3 separate regions of the Danio rerio genome follow, and regions 2 and 3 are each linked to region 1. Evidence: chromatin contacts called from public HiCAR-type and Micro-C data. All regions are on one chromosome and are shown on one strand. The core of a region is the stretch at or near the end of the contact, and the rest is flanking DNA. Distances in the headings are between cores, read along the strand shown. Region 1 holds the start of bmpr2b (bone morphogenetic protein receptor, type II b (serine/threonine kinase)). Region 2 holds the start of fam117bb (family with sequence similarity 117 member Bb). Region 3 overlaps bmpr2b (bone morphogenetic protein receptor, type II b (serine/threonine kinase)).

Region 1 (3,712 bases), core at 382-2,881:
AACAAAGGCAAAACTGCAAGGAAACATTTAGATCTTTGTTTTTCATAAATCATTTTCAAATTGCAATTGTAAAGTCATTTCTGTGTCCCACAATGGAAAGCCCAAAACTAACTGCTGACATCTAACTCTGCTAAAGCATATATTAAAATGTGGAAGGCACCGCCAATCAAACCCCTCGTAGCCAGCACATTCTTAACAAGCGTTTAAACAAGCTAAAATAATCCATAATAATTTATCAGCTTTAGTATAGCAATCCAATTTTCTGATTAGGTGGAAAACAATGACATTTTTAAAAAATTATTTACAATATTGAGATATTGTGCATTACAAGTGAAGTAATTGAGCAGTTTCTGAAATACTCAGTCCAGCCCATCTTACATAAACTCTTCACTATACTTGAAACACATTTCATCCCCATTTTGGTGCTTGTTTTGAAATTCAGCATAACTTTATGTATATTCAGCATGTCTGCAAGACGTAATTTAAAAATTGTCTAGTCTGAAAAAAGGTCTGAAGTAGGTCTGCTAAAAGAACATTCTACATTTTTAAACATCTTAAAGACATCTGAAAATTGACTTGTGTAGATGAACAAACACTAACAAATATGTCTCATTCACTTTCCTTTAGCTTAGTCTCTGGTGATTTATCAAGGGTTGCCACAGCAAAATGAACCGCCAATTGCTCTGGCATATGTTTTATGTGCCGGATGCCCTTCCAGCTGCAACCCAGTGCTAAGAGTACATATGTATCTTCCAGATGTAAACACAAACACCAAACAGACATCTCTGCAATATGTGCTATCAGGGGTCTTGACTACTGTACATGTTTAAATCCATTAGATGGGTGCACACACACACATTTTTTTGGTGGTTTATGAGGACTCTCCAATGTATTTTATACTTTTAAAACTGCCATTTTATTACCCTAAACTCAACCTTCACGGCAAACCTGATTTTTAATTTTTTTTTGTTTTGAATTACGAGGACACATGACATGTCCTCATAAAACATTCTCAATATTGTAACAGGCTACTTGCTGTGTAGGTCATACACATGTAATTATAAAAAAAAATTGTAAACCAGCACACACAGACACAAATTTTCACTTGATTTTCACTTGTGATGCACAATATTGTGAAAGCAGCAATACTGTCAATAATTATTCATTGTTTTTGTCCTAATGCGAAAATTAGCTTGCGATATTAAGGTTAAATATGAATAAATATGTATTTTTTCAGCCTGTTTGAACACTTCAAATGTGTGCTGCTGGTCGTAAGAGTTTTGACCGTTACATTGTTATGTACAGGAACATATTATTAGACCTATATAAAAAGTACAAGTAGGAGACAGGCTATTTAGATTACAATAATACCATGGGATTTGTCTAAACAGTTTAGGTTTGTGTGAAACCAATTACCCAGCTATAGTAATCATAAGTGTAGCATGTTTTGGCTAAAATATTGTGATTATGGTGGATTTGTAAGGTTGGGGTGGAAAAAGAAAGCATGACAGACAACTTAAAATCGAATTGGATTGGAAGAGAGAGAGGGAGAGAGAGAGAGAGAGAGAGAGAGAGAGGGAGGTGGGGGTGGAGGAGGAGGACTGACTGCCCTTCATCTGTCTGCTCTAGGCGGAGCTGAAGTTACCGAGAGCGGCCGCGGGAGCTCGACACGATCCGCGGGGCGATAATCAACCACAACGGGGAGAAAAGCGCTTATTTAACCGAACAGACCCTGACCGACCGGCAATCAGTTTAACGACCATCACACAGTCTACCGACAGTCGCCGCGTTGTTCATTACAGGCCTCCGTCGCTTTGGATCGGACTCAATGTCGCTCCTGTTCGGCCGCTTGAGCTCGACGCCTTCTGCCGCAGGTTTACTTCATTTCAGAGACATCATTTAAGGGATAATGCAGGAATAAAACCGGGCACAGTCGGGAAATGTCGGACATGTCGTCAGCTCGTGAAGCTAAACATCGACTGAAGCGGACTGACACCAAGAAACCTGACCCATATTGAGATCCTGAGCTCGAGCATCTGGACCAGAACCAAATATTACATCGAAACTAAATCTTGTTTATAAACACAGACGACAACCGAGAGACGCCACACAGCAGGTTTTGAGACCTTTAGTTTTATTTTAAGATATGCGAGGAAGTGTATTATACATATTAAATGAAGTATAATCGCTCAAACTCCCAACCAGCATGGAGAAAATGCGTTTATAAGCTGTTTATCGAAACCAAAGGCATCTAAAATCATGCGCTGCCTCCAAATCTTCATCTGCACTAACGTTAGTCATTTCGGATTGTTTGCTCCGTGCACATGAGCTTGAACTTCGGTCGATAGAAAGAAGAAAGGGGGAACAGAAAATCTAGTTACTGGAACTTTTTTTTGGAGCTGAATCCATCCAGAAGCGGCAGCAGGATGAGAGTGCGGATCCTAAACCGGACATCAGTACTGTCACTCGGGCTCTGCTCACTGCTTCTGCTCAGTGCTGTGGCCGGTAAATATACCCCAGATCTACATTTGAACTATTTAAGTGCTGTGTGTATCCACATTACAGAGTGCATGTTACATTATTTTGGGCTTAAGTGTGAGTTGTTCGTTGGTATCCCTCAGCGCTGCGGCATGCACACTGTAATGCAAAGTGAACTGAAACGTTTTGCAGCACAAATATGAATGGGATTTGCTTCGTATTGCTTTTCTGTGTTAGTCCTGCAATGTCTTAAAGGGTGTCCTCTTTATGTTAGTCCTGTTAAACCAAAGTGTATTTACTTTGGAGTTGTTTACTACACAAGTAGATGCTTTTATTAGTGGTACTTGGAAAGATTGAGGTAAAGTTGGTTTTACATTGGTACATTAGTTCAGTGACAGCTTGTCACTTGCTCCCTATATTGTTTACCATAGTTTTTGAATATTTAGCCTGAAATCACATGTAAGTCAAAGCATTAGCACTATTTATTTGACTGTGTTGTACGTAGACATTCATTGTCTGCTCATATGATTTCACAATTTGCAAAGAATACTTTTCTGAAATTATATTATGAAGCAGAAAGTCTGAATGTTTGAATATAAAAACAACTTGACCTCAGTCTTGGGAAGAAAGATACAACTAGGCTGTCACTGCACAGTATTTCTGCATACTTGGTCAAGTTCTGTTATTACATTTCAGGTTTTGTGATGGCTTGGTTCAAACAACAACAACAACAACAAAATAACATTTGCTGCTAATTTACTCAACCTCATGCCATCTGAGATATAAAGGACGTTTCTTCAGTAGAACATTAAAGAGGATTTTTAACTGACTGGCCTTGAGTGCATTTTTACGACAGTCTGTAGCATGAGCTTCCTGTCAAACATCATTAGCTCACACACTCCTCGCTGTTGTGAACGTGCTCAAGATGGTTTTTGAGGCTGTGGATTAAAGACAATAATATTGTAATTAGCATTCTGTTTCTTGGACAGACCAATCAGTTGTATTGTCAGGAGCCACTGTTATTCGTTTTGATAACAATTTCTGAAGTGCTGGTAGCTGTTGACTTGCATTATTTAACCAAAAGGATCACAGTTTAATCTAAAAAGCCCAAAAAGTTGAAAGTTGAAGCCTTGGATGGCTTGAGGGTGAGTACATTTACAGAAATTTCCATTTTAGGGTGAACTATCCCTTTAATTAGTGTGTGCAGTCTTTACTTTAGTACTGTGGGAGTCTG
Region 2 (3,712 bases), core at 608-3,107, 160 kb after region 1:
CATTCATAAAGAGATTCATTCAGTGCATTTAGATAAAAGATTTGCTTTACTTTGCCTTGATTGCAGTGATCATGTGTTTTTCATTTACTTTCTGAACACACGCACACAAATGCTATTACTTTTCACCAGAGAGTGAGCATGTTACTGTTTAGAAAGTATCTATCTATCTATCTATCTATCTATCTATCTATCTATCTATCTATCTATCTATCTATCTATCTATCTATCTATCTATCTATCTATCTATCTATCTATCTATCTATCTATCTACCTGTCTGTCTGTCTGTCTGTCTGTCTGTCTGTCTGTCTGTCCAACCATTTTTTAAGACGGAAAAACACGTAGGCCCTAGACAGGCCCTTTTTTTTTTTTTTTTTTTTTTTAAACAATTAGATTTAAGAGTAAAGGCATATTATTTCATGTATTTTTTATTTCACTGTAGTGTGATTGTGTAGATCACAGAAGATTTGATGTATGAGACAACATACGTTACTAATGTGAAGTAAATACTGAATTTATAAAATATTGTGGTTTTATGTTGGGAGCGGGTTTTCTTTTCTTATATTTTCTTTTTTCTTTTATATTTTCTTTAGATTCAGGCCCGTAGCTGGGGGGCATTTGGAGGTTTTCGGGTGACTAAGTCCAGAATCTGACCCCTATATTAGCTCATTTGTCTCATTTGCTCATTTTTGACTGCTATGCCATCACACATTGTGAAAATTCTAGATAGAAGAAGGCTTTAAGACAACTTAAATTTTTATACAAATTTGAATTAAGTGGCCAAATTCTGACTGAGGAAAGTTGAATGAGCTGGCCAGTTTTTATTTGCCCATAGGCAAATGTTTTTATTTTAAAACAAGTTTTACCAGATTACTATTTTTAGAATAATGCATTATAACACACTTGTATTTAAAAATAAGTATTTTTTTCATATTTCTTTATTCAATTTTTAAATGCTAATCTCATAACAATATTTATAAAACTGGATTAACTTACAGTTTAAATCCAAGTTTGTAAATAAATACTTCGTAGTAAAATAGTATGATGATCACTTTGACAAAACTAGGAAATGTTTTTTGTGCATCAAAAAAGTGAGGTTATGATCACCGTCCGACAAGCTGATCCAGCATAGTTCTTAAAGTGTTACTAAAATGCATAATTGAATAGAAAATGAGGCGAATAACAGCACACACACACACACAAAAAAAACATCCCTTTCAACAGGCTGGCTACGGGCCTGTATTTTTTTTACAGACATCTTTAAAATTAAATTGATTAAAATGACAATTTACAGCATTCAAATGACAAAAAATATATTTCTAATCTTAATTTATTAATTATAAATTGATTATTTATTAATAAATTTAATAATATTTCTATAACAATGACAGCATCTTGTTCAGCTGTCAGACATAGTTGATAACTGCTATTTTAAGAGCCTTTAAACTCAAGAGAAGCAGACAGTAATATATCATATTGATAAATCCTGCTAACCTACTTCATAAACCTTAATTACCTTCGTCACAGCGAAACCATGAAACATTTTCCTCATAATAAACCGTGCGTGCTCACGAAATTAAAGAATCCACTTCCCAGCCAATCAGAAGTTGTGAGTGGAGAGCGACCAGCCAATCAGGGGCAAGGAGGCAGAGCGCTGGATCGAGTTGACGGTGCGTGGCTCTGAATCTCCCTCAGTTTACTCGAGCTCGCGGAACGGCTCGGCTGTGCCAGTCAGGAAGCTTAAAACTGTCTTTAAATGGAGTGACAAGAGCACCAAAGAGCATTAACCACCCCAGGCGGTCTTAAACGCACGTTTAAACTGTTATTGTTGACTTCTGCGCGATTTCCCAGCGAACAGAATGTCTCAAAGAGTTCGCAAAAACGGATCTCCGACGTCCGGAGTGACCACGGGAAGCCCGATCGGATCCCCGGGGATCAGCGCCGCTGGAGTGAATTTACTGGGTCGCCTGCTGCCCATGAAAGCCACGGTTCCTTTCCAGCTGAAAACGCAGCCACAGCACCCTCTACAGACACGGACGGTTCTGTCCTCCTCATCCTCCGGTAACGGTAAATGCCACAGCAGCGGAGCTCACAGCCGGAGCCCCACGCGATCCCTTTCCTCCAGTGCCGTTTCAGCAGCCACGTCCACTTCCTCTGCGTTCATCACACCAACAGCGGCTTCTTCCTCTCCCTCACCATCATCTTCATCAAGAACTAGCCCCATTATCGTTGTCCACGCGACAAACCCTAGATCATCCTCGTCCTCAGCCCACTCAGGTGTGCACTTGGGCCCGCAGTGCTGCTCCCCCTCACAGCAGACCAGCTGCGGCTGCTCGGACCCTTCAGCCTTTACCTCTCATTTGTCATCCTCTCCGTCTTCATCCTCGCCACTGTGGTCTTGCGGTCACAGAGCCAAACCCCTCCAGACCCCCGAGCATGACAGACTGTCTCCAGAGAGGCTCAGTCCCAGCTCACCTGTGTGCACAGGTAATCCTACAGTAGAGCTCTTGAGTCTTGAATTTAGCATAAAGCCAGAAGTGATGAGCCACATGTTTACTTGACATCACTGTGGTAACTTGTAAACACACACGTGGTCTCCAGTGGTTTGTGGGCGTTATTTCCGCTTTCTGAATATTTGACAGTAGTAATAATGTCTCTCATATTTCGTAATAATAGGAAGGAACTCATGAGGCTTGTTGTTGCATTAAAAATGACCTGCATTAATATGCATGGCATGTGTAATGTAGAACAGAGATTCTTAACCTTTTTAACTCTGAAAGCAACATATATGACTAATTATATCTTTTAGTAGACTGATTCTGCTGTTATTATGAATAAAGATAACAGTTATTACACATTATTAACATGTTCATATTTTATACATAAAAACTGTTTAACAAACGAATAATTAAATGTTAATAATTATTCATTAGTAACACATTTTATGTATTTTAAAGTATTAATTAATTAAATAATTTATAGAAATAATAATAAAAAACTATTCTATAACAGTTATTTTAAATCATCTGGATTTTAATGCATAAAATGTAACAAAAATATTTCTGGATATATATATATATATATATATATATATATATATATATATATATATATATATATATATATATATATATATATATATATATATATATATTTATTTATTTATTTATTTATTTTTTTTTACAATTTTTTTGTTACATTTTATGCATTAAAATCCAGATTATTTAAAATAAGTATTATAGAATAGTTGTTTTTTATTATTTCTATAAATTATTTAATTAACTAATACTTTAAAATACATAAAATGTGTTACTAATGAATAATTATTAAAATGTAATTATTCATTTGTTAAATAGTATATATATTATTTTGTTTGGTAAATATATATATATATATATATATATATATATATATATATATATATATATATATATATATATATATATATATATATATATATGTGTGTGTGTGTGTGTGTGTGTGTGTGAGGGGGGGTGGTTGTGTGTGTGTATTTAAACACAACTACACAATTTTAAATAAATGTATTTAAATAATTAGAATTTTTATATATACAATTTAAATGAATGAAAAAAAATTTAATTCATGTATTTTTAATGTTTTAATTTGTATTTTAACAAAAACAAACAAATTCATTAATTTTCCTTGTACTTAGTCACTTCTTATCAGTGGTAGCCACAGTGGAATGAACCGCTA
Region 3 (3,712 bases), core at 815-3,314, 140 kb after region 1:
TAGTATTATTATTATCTAATTTGTGTTTCATATTTTTCAGAAAGCCTTAAAAGTAGGCATCATATATTATTTCAGCATGACACAATCTACAATGTTGAGGTATAGTTGGTCAGGAGCCACGTTGAAAACATACATGATTTGAGGAAATCATTGATAAGTTTAACCATATAATGACCAAAAAGTTGATCGTGTGTCTGTATTTCTTAGGCCTGTGACTGTGTGAGCAGTTTAAAGCATATAGCATGGAAGTATGTGATTTTGGATGCAGCCTGGCATGTTTTCATTTCATTCCTGTACGTTCTATAATCTACTCGGCTCGTATACTGCTTTTTTTTAGTATGAAAGTATGCGATTTCAGACGCAGCCTAACATGTTTATTTCTTTCCCATAGTCCCGTAGGTAACGTTGACCAATAAAAGCACAGAATCTTTTTCGCACACAGGTTTTAAAATGGCAAATACAGGAGTGAGGACTGTGCTGCTAGGTGGACATTAAATAGATGAAAGCTTAGTGGAGTTCTGACAACAACACTTTGTATGATGTATCATTGAGGGACTACCATGACAGGGTAAGAACATAAATGTTGGTGATCAATAGCCAGGCGCTTTGGCTATATTGTATGAATTGAGCAGTTTTATCCAACTAAGACCTTCTGAATCTGAACAGACGAAATTACTTTATTCAATAAAGGAACAGATTTAATTTCAGTTAGTTAGATAGGTAACTTTATTTGTTTATAAAAAAAATCATTTAAAAACACGGTACCCCTACTCTAAATAAATATCCAGTCTACTGGCCATCAACAATAATATTTTAGATTTATGTAGTGTTTCAGGCATTCATATTCGCACACATAAAAGTTTTGTTTTTGTGCATAAAGCTTGTATAGTTGAGCTTCTGCTTATGTTCCCTCATCAATATTTTAGATGTGAATAAAAGCTAACAAAATACACACTGTTGGTTTGTTGTAACCTAATGTTGGGTCAAACATCGACAGACACAATGTTAAGTAAAATTTTTAAATTTAATTTAAATTACACTTTTTAACCCAAAATTTGGGCTTGTTATTTAACCTAACATTAGTTTATAACAACCCAGTATGTTTGAGAGTTTATACAGCAACCCAGCAGACAAAGTATGTCAACATGACGTCAGATTGGCGTTGTATCGTGGGAACGTTGCACTTTTTTGGTGAATGAAAATCGAGTTGACGTCAGAATCCAACATCAGTTCGATGTCATTGTTCAACATCCAACCTAAAATCAATCAAATATCAACGTCTATTGACGTTTCAGCTTGACGTTATGTGGACGTTACCACTATGATGTCACGTCTATCAGACGCTTGGTTGTCATACCTGATGAATAAATGTCAGGATTTGACGTCAATATGACGCTGGTTTAAGATGTTGGCTCAGCGTTAGATTGTGGTCAGTTTCCAACACAACCTAAAATCAACCAAAAATCATTGTCATTATTAGACGTCAAAACAACGTTGTCCTTAGACGCTGGATAGACATTGAATTTTGGTTACCTGATGTCACAACCTAAATCTAACCTATTATCTAACATAACCTCTTATGATGCTGTGTACGCTGGTAGATGGTGTTATTTAATAGATTAAATGGCTTAATTCACATTCACATTTTGGATGTTTGAATGTTTTCTCTCCACAAGTCTGAAGGTTTTAACTGCAGTATCTTGCCTTAAAGGGCCAGCAGCATGAGGTGCTATAAACAAAAAACATTCCCCTAATTTGTTTGTCGAGCTCCTTGTGTTTCGCTGGAGCATCGCCAGAGATCAGCAGACAGTCTGCGGCTCATCATATCTCAAGTTCATTTTCCTCTCAGCTGTCTCATTAACAACTGATCTGAGAGCAGCCGTCCACCGGCTTTCTGCATCAGGAGATATTATGCGCTGATCTGGGTGCAGTCGTGGTGCATATTGTTTTGCCACTGCCCTCATTACTAGCTGAACTTTAGAGGCAGACAGACAGCGGGTTGAGAATGAGAGAGAGAGAGAGGGTATTCATCCACATACTCTATCCTTAGCACATTCGTCTCTTAGCGCCCTCTGCCGGTTGAGTCTTGTAATGGTTTGTGAAAACATTCATTTTCCTTTGGCTTAGTCCCTGATTTATCATGGGTTTCCACAGCAGAATGAACCGCCAACTACTCTGGCAAATGTTTTACACAGCGGATGACCTTCCAGGTGCAACCCAATACTAGGAAAGTTTGTGAAAACTTCTCAGAAATAATGTACTGTACGAGTGTTTCCTGTGGTGGAATTTTATTCAGGTTGTAAAGGGGCAGCTCTATGATATATTACTGTTTTGGGCAGGATTATTATAGTTAATTAAAAGAACAAACATGTTCAACTTTATGACTAAATTTAAATATATATTTATCTTGAATTATGTTAATAGGAAAAAAAATTGTATGAAGTTTGTATTTTTAATATGAGTTTTCAGCTACATTAATGTAAACAGCATAATGCAGTATTTTATTATACATTCACCCCCATTTCCTTTCTTAAATGTATTTTTTCAAAGCTGAGTTTCTGGCATAATTACTCCATTACTCAGTGTCACATTGTAATGCAATACTTTATATTAAAAAAGGAGACTAACAAAACTTTTCTGATGCCACATTATAGCAGCAATTGTTTACACATAATATACAGTACATAACAGTAATGACATGGTAGGGAATAGGGCTGTGCGATTTGGGCGAAATATTTAATTGCAATTTTTTTAACAGATATTGTGATTTTGATTTGATTTGCGATTTAATTTTGTTTTCAATTTAGATACTGGTTGCTGTATTTCCTCGTGCTGGCAGCAATTTCTGCGACAGCTCTTATAAATTAAAAATCATTTAAGAAATATTTAATGGCACAATATTAAGTGGATTGTTGATCTGGATGTTATGTATAAATTTTGTATTTTAATATTTTTATTGCTCTTGTTGTTATGTATTAATGTAATTGTGTGTTATGTTCGATGGACCCCAGGAAGAGTTTGCACTTGTCAGGGGATCATGATAGATAGATAGATAGATAGATAGATAGATAGATAGATAGATAGATAGATAGATAGATAGATAGATAGATGGATGGATGGATGGATGGATGGATGGATGGATGGATGGATGGATGGATGGATGGATGGATGGATGGATGGATGGATGGATGGATGGATGGATGGATGGATGGATGGATGGATGGATGGATGGATGGACGGACGAATGGACGGATGGATGGATGGATGGATGACCTGTTTTGTTTTTGTGTCTGTGACTTTGAAACTAAAATATTCCCATATTACTAATGTGCTGTTTTTTTAATATTAATTAGTCTATTAATGGTTCTGAAGCGACAGACAGCATCATCCCACTCATCCGCGCTTTCCTGTTTGTTTGTTTTTATTTTATTGTGGGTGCTCTGCATAGTTTGGTCATGCAATTCTGATTGGGCAGAAAGCAAGTGTGCTTAATCAATTGGCTTGTAAGACTTGTCACACGCTGACAGCTGTCATGCTTTTGCTAAAGGCAGGATTAAATAACACGTAAATTAAATAACACACACACACACACACACACACACACACACACACACACACACACACACACACACACACATATATAGTGATTAGCTAATCGCAAGAGGCTGTGATATGAAATATATATATATATATATTTCATATCACAGCCTCT

Evidence for each region. A called contact is a pair of places that touch in the nucleus more often than the background predicts. HiCAR-type assays count read pairs that join an accessible place to other places.
Region 2: a contact with region 1 is called in a HiCAR-type map of caudal fin, with 4 times the contacts expected there. The contact joins the promoter of fam117bb here to the promoter of bmpr2b in region 1. A contact is called at or near these places in 1 of 18 Hi-C or Micro-C datasets (caudal fin) and 2 of 4 datasets of contacts at active chromatin or transcription factors (caudal fin and embryo).
Region 3: a Micro-C map of caudal fin shows a contact between it and region 1, with 15 times the contacts expected there. The contact joins the enhancer-like site here to the promoter of bmpr2b in region 1. A contact is called at or near these places in 8 of 18 Hi-C or Micro-C datasets (caudal fin, embryo, fibroblasts and 3 more) and 2 of 4 datasets of contacts at active chromatin or transcription factors (caudal fin and embryo).

The regions. Positions count from the first base shown.
Region 1 is chr9:13,103,776-13,107,487 of GRCz12tu, forward strand. bmpr2b (bone morphogenetic protein receptor, type II b (serine/threonine kinase)) reads left to right here and starts at 1,632. Exons shown (of 13, transcript NM_001039807.1): 1 at 1,632-2,505. The coding sequence starts at 2,427.
Region 2 is chr9:13,264,446-13,268,157 of GRCz12tu, forward strand. fam117bb (family with sequence similarity 117 member Bb) reads left to right here and starts at 1,858. Exons shown (of 8, transcript NM_001128362.1): 1 at 1,858-2,485. The coding sequence starts at 1,858.
Region 3 is chr9:13,238,922-13,242,633 of GRCz12tu, forward strand. All of the region lies in intron 7 of bmpr2b (bone morphogenetic protein receptor, type II b (serine/threonine kinase)), which reads left to right. Among named protein-coding and RNA genes, the nearest start is that of fam117bb, 26 kb to the right of the region's middle. Within about 2 kb of position 2,065, at least 11 of the 62 cell types and tissues checked have an H3K27ac peak or open chromatin away from gene starts, as enhancers often do. A contact at or near this core is called in caudal fin, where this site is marked.